Linked DNA regions of Ovis aries: region 1 is linked to region 2. The links are chromatin contacts, called in public Hi-C maps. All regions are on one chromosome and are shown on one strand. The core of a region is the stretch at or near the end of the contact, and the rest is flanking DNA. Distances in the headings are between cores, read along the strand shown.

Region 1 (2,700 bases), core at 143-2,642, 72 kb after region 2:
GGCCAGCGGTCCCAGCGCCAGAAGTGGTTCCAGTGCTTCGACGGGATCACGTCCATCCTGTTCATGGTCTCGTCCAGCGAGTATGACCAGGTGCTCATGGAGGACAGGCGCACCAACCGCCTGGTGGAGTCCATGAACATCTTCGAGACCATTGTCAACAACAAGCTCTTCTTCAACGTCTCCATCATCCTGTTCCTCAACAAGACGGACCTGCTGGTGGAGAAGGTGAAGACCGTCAGCATCAAGAAGCACTTCCCGGACTTCCGGGGCGACCCGCACAGGCTGGAGGACGTGCAGCGCTTCCTGGTCCAGTGTTTCGACCGGAAGAGGCGGAACCGCAGCAAGCCCCTGTTCCACCACTTCACTACCGCCATCGACACCGAGAACATCCGCTTCGTGTTCCACGCCGTGAAGGACACCATCCTGCAGGAGAACCTGAAGGACATCATGCTGCAGTGACGGGCCGCCCTCGCCCCGCCGGCCGCGGGCCGGGCCTGCCCGCCTGCGCGAGGCCGCGACCCCGAGCCCTGGGCACCGGGCTCGCCCGCAGGAGGGGCGCGTGGACGCGGCTGCTGAGCCCTGGGGACTCGTGAGACTACTGAAAGGCCAGCGGTCACTGTGACGCTGCCGTGTGACGCCTGGACCACAGCCTTCTCTTCTCACAGAAGCCGCTCCTTTCCCGACACAGCTTAATCGGGGACTGCGTGTCTGCACGCGCGCTCTGTTTTAGTGACCGAGACGCAAACACTGGCGTCTCTGCTCTCCAACTAGTGAGCGCTTGGTGGGGCATTGCCTGGCGGGGTCCTAGGGGTTTGGAGGAGGGGAAGTGCGGGCTGAGCTCCGGGGGGCCCACCACCACCTCCCTGAGGTGCCTTTTCAGTCTCTGGTGCCAATTTTCCGAGAGGCCCCAGCCCCGGCCGTTAGGTTAGAGGTGGGGAGTGAGAGCCCGCAGGGGACTTGCCTTAATGCCCCCACACCTGTGCCTTCCTCCCGCCTGTCCTATCGGCCACGGCCCGCGGGGGAGGTGTGGGCCGGGCGCTGCCTTGAATCCCCCCTCCTCTTTGCACGGGGTGGGGGGTGGTGCCTGCTTGCCCTGTGCCCACCCCTGCCCCTCCGCAGAGCCCTCACACCAGCTGGCCTTGCAGACTGCCCTCCATCTCCCAGTCTCACACGTGTGGTCGGCTCAGGGAGCCCGCGGTCTCTGGGGGAAGCCGCGTGCCCCCTCCTCTCGGGCCCCCTGAGAGCTGGCGGCGGGGCCCGCAGCGCCTCCCTTAACACCCCAGGCTCCGCTGCCTCCCTAGACGGCAGGTTCTCATTACAGTCCCTCGCTTCCACTAACACCCACACACTCATCGGAAGCACTGTTGGCCGCGGCTGCCTCTGGGGGCCGCTGCGGAGGTTGAAGTGGCGCCGTGTGCCGTGAGCCTGACCCTCGGGGAACGTGTCTGGCTGCCCTGCCCAGGTGTCTCTCACTGTGTTTAAAAATACATTGCATTCCAAACCAGTCCCTGCCACATATGACTCTGCTCAACAGTGTCCGGTGCGCAGAGGCCTTGTCCAGCATTTAAACAAGGAAAAGGCTTCCTCCACCAGCGGCCCAGCCTGTGCCTGTGGCTGAGGGCCGCACTGCTCACGGCCTGCGTCCCAGCGGGGGTCCTGCTCCCCTTCACCAGCAGATAAGCTGATCCAGCTCATGGCAGATGCTGGCCCAGGAGGAAAGGGAGGGGCAGACGTGCTTCTGAGTCATCCTTGTTATCCAGCATTTAATGAGGAGACAGCGTGAAATCCTGTTTCTCTCTGGGCCCTCAAGATTTCCTGTCCATGTTTGCCGGGGTTTGGGCTCTTTTTGGCTGGAGAAAAGTCGCTGTTTTTGTACTGCTTCCTGTGGCTCTTTGTAAACCGAAAGGACGTGCCCGGGATCAGGGCCAGTGACCGAGGTTTAAAGGAGAAAGAACCCTCTGGATGGACTGTGTCCGGGCATCCTGAGACCCCACCGTCCTCGGGGCTCAAGCGCCCCTCGCCCACAGGTTCCCATCGCACATGTGTGTGCAGATCCTCTTCTGCCAACCTGGAAACCACCCCTCGAGCTGGCAGAGGCGGCGGCCCCGAGGGGGTGTGGCCAGCCTGTGAACGGCTTGCTGGCGAGTTGGCGCCCACCTGGTCAGGGAGCGCGGTTTGTCCTTCAGACGGTCAGTCGTGGCTGCCGGCTCACCCTCAGACCCGGGAGCGAGCTCACATTGAGTGGCCGTGACTGTGCTGATGTGTCCTGGGAGGCAGGGCACGGCCTGGCCCAGACCTGACCCACTTCCTTCCCTTCGGCCAGGAGCTGTCCTCGTGCTGAGCTGAGCGGGCGTGAGAGCACCCAGCCCTCCGTTCCAGGATCTGTGCTCGTCAGAAACGGGGACGGCTCCGCAGGCACCACTGAAACCATCCACAGCCTTTCCACACATAGTTATGGCCTCTTCTCTCCCAGCCTTAGGCCTTTGTATTGTTTTAATCTCACCGTTACCCGCGATTTGCTGTCTTTCATATTGAGATGTTGGAGCAGGAGATGGTCTTCCTCATCTATCATTGCAAAAATGTAACAATAAACTTCCTCAACTAAGACTTCCTCCTCCTCCTCCTCGTAGTCACACTGTTCACACCTAAGGACACGTGCGTTTTTTACTATGTTTTTTAACTTCAGTTTGTAGAGAAATC
Region 2 (2,728 bases), core at 28-2,527:
TATGTCTCCTGCATTGGAGGGCAGGTTCTTTAATGCTAGCGCCACCTGGGAAGTCCACCCCAACTGGGTAACATAAGCTAATGACAACCAATCACAAACAGCTAACTAGACTTTAAGCTGTAGCCAACCAAACAATTTCTTTGCTTCCCACTTTCTATGTTTCCCCTGGCTCCCTTCTGCAGAGTTCTCCCCACTGGGTTGACACGGCCCTATTAGAATCGACTTTTGCTCAAATCCTCTCAATTTTTTTTTAAAAATATGCCTTCGTTTATCTTTTAACAGATCATGGCTCCAATCACCTGGAGATCAAGAGATACCTGAGCTCCTTCCTGGAGGTTTGACTCACAATAGCTCTGGAACAGGTAAGAATTAGTAATAAGATCAGCTAACACTTAGCAAGAACTTGCTTGGGTCCAGGCACGGTGCTGTGCTTTACAAGTTCAAGTTCTCAGTTTACATCTTCACAATCACCCGAGATAGTTGCTATTTAAGGACCCTATTTTATAGAGGAGGAAATTAAAGCTAAAAATGGAGGGAGGAGGGGGGTAAGCTGCCTAAAAGGTTATGTAACCTTTTGGGTCGACAGGAGATTCCATCTCAGACCCAGCAATTCCAGACCCCATCACTGTGCTACATGGCTCTTTTTTTTTTTTTTTTTGGGTGGTGGGGCTCCTGGTGATTTTGATGATCAGCTAAAAAGCCGCCCCGAGGCCCACCCCACGACACTCTTTAAAAGATGCCATCTGTTTGCAAAGTTTGACCCATCCCCCACCTAGTGTTTCTGGAAAGAACAGCTTTCTCTCTAAACCTAAGACGAGCAGCTGGACCTCTTATCTACATTCCCCAACGTTCATGCAACGCCGAGTCCGCTTCGCGAGCGTGTGGGTCTCACAGGTTGACCCAGTCTGGGAACCCAAGACACACTCCCTCTGTACACCTGGCACTTCTGGTCCCGCCCTGTTTCGCGATATCACCAATCCTAAGCCCGTTCTTCGTGATTGACGTGGCCCGAGAGCAGTTCTAATTGGCCATGGTGGTCCGCCGCTCCGCCTCCCGGACGACCCCGCCTCCCTTTCATTCTGAAAGAAAGAACCTCGGTCCCGGGAGCCCAATGAGAAGCGCCCCCACCCCAAAGGTCCCGCCTCTTTGGGCGCCGGCCCCGCCCCCAGGGCCGGGGAGATGCCCGCCTCTCGGAGCGCCGCGGCCCAATCGGAAGGCGCGCCCGTCCGGACGGACGGCAGCCAGCCCAATCCCCGGGCCTCGGGCCGCGTCGTCCCGCCCCCGCGCCGGGCCGAGCGGCGGGCGAGAGCGGGCCTCGGGGCGGCGGCGGCGGCGGACGCGGCCTGAGGGAGCGGCCGGCTGCCGCCTCGCCCGCCGCGGGGTCCATGGCCTGAGCGGCCATGTCCGGCGTGGTGCGGACCCTCAGCCGCTGCCTGCTGCCGGCCGAGGCCGGCGGGGCCCGCGAGCGCAGGGCGGGCGGCGGCGGGGCCCGCGACGCGGAGCGCGAGGCGCGGCGGCGCAGCCGGGACATCGACGCGGGGCTGGCCCGCGAGCGGCGCGCCGTGCGGCGCCTCGTCAAGATCCTGCTGCTGGGCGCGGGCGAGAGCGGCAAGTCCACCTTCCTCAAGCAGATGCGCATCATCCACGGCCGCGAGTTCGACCAGAAGGCGCTGCTCGAGTTCCGCGACACCATCTTCGACAACATCCTCAAGGTGCGCGCTCCCCGCCCGCACACCTGCGCCCAGGTGCGCGCCGGCGCGCTCCCCGGGCCTCGGCGCCCCGGCGGGGACCCCGGGCCGCTCCTGGGGCGCCGGCCGGGGGTGCGCGCCGCGTCTCCCCGACGGCCCGCGGGCCTTCGCCTCTGCTCTCCTGGGGCGGGGGGTTCGGGGGCTCTTGGAAGGGGGAAGCCGACTCCTTGTGGGGCGTCGGAGGGCCGAGGGCTTCAGAAGCGGGAGGGCCTTTCCTGGGCTCGGGGTGCCATCCTTGCCCCGCCTTCCCAGTTCAGTTCAGAAGAGCGCTGTAGACGGGGCAGGAAACCGGCCGCAAGCCTCTCCTTTTAGACTGTTTACTAGGAAAATTTCCAACATGTACAGCGTAGAGAAAAATAGCAGGAACAGTGGGTCCCCGGGCCCCTCCTCAGAACCTGAGCAGTGTCGATGGAGCCAGTGCCATCGACCTGTACCCCTCCCTGTTCCCCCCACCCCGGCGAGTTTCAAGCAAATCCCAGACATTGTATAGATTCATTAGAAAAGGTTTGTTGACAGAGCTCAAAGACAAGCATCCGGTGGTTGTGTTTGCTCTTTTTTTTTTTTTTAATGGTGTTCTATCAAACTAAAAAGTAAAAACTCCTTAATATGGTCAAATATCCAGCCTGTGTGCAGACACCCTACATTGCCACAGAACTGCTGTGTTTGTTGAGGATGTAAGTTAGATCTTGCCTTACAGTTATTAAGATACCTCTCCGGCGCTGTTTCTTCTCCAGGTGCTGCTGTCCCTTGCTTCCTTTCTGTGGATTGCTCTCTGTTTGGAGGGGGAGGGGGGCGTACAGTTGACCACTGTTCCCCTCCTGTTTTGTGCTCTGTGTGAGTTTATGCAGAAGGGCCCCGGAGGAATTCTGGAGAAAACTGATGACAAGGGGAAAATAGTCTCCCCTGTGCCTAGACTAAGGTCATTTCCTTTTTTTTTTCCCCCTCATAGGGTCTTACTCTCCCTCTTTTTGCCCCTTCAC

Evidence for each region. Hi-C and Micro-C count contacts between places; a contact is called where the count stands out from the background.
Region 1: a Hi-C map of hypothalamus shows a contact between it and region 2, with 1.7 times the contacts expected there. The contact joins the enhancer-like site here to the promoter of GNA12 in region 2. A contact is called at or near these places in 3 of 16 Hi-C or Micro-C datasets (hypothalamus, muscle and tail adipose tissue).

What each region holds. Positions count from the first base shown.
Region 1 is chr24:40,999,044-41,001,743 of ARS-UI_Ramb_v3.0, forward strand. It overlaps GNA12 (G protein subunit alpha 12), which reads left to right. Exons shown (of 3, transcript XM_042240396.1): 3 at 1-2,700. The coding sequence ends at 459. Among named protein-coding and RNA genes, the nearest start is that of AMZ1, 32 kb to the right of the region's middle. Within about 2 kb of position 1,393, at least 12 of the 54 cell types and tissues checked have an H3K27ac peak or open chromatin away from gene starts, as enhancers often do. A contact at or near this core is called in hypothalamus, where this site is marked.
Region 2 is chr24:40,927,415-40,930,142 of ARS-UI_Ramb_v3.0, forward strand. It overlaps GNA12 (G protein subunit alpha 12), which reads left to right and starts at 1,278. Exons shown (of 3, transcript XM_042240396.1): 1 at 1,278-1,712. The coding sequence starts at 1,401.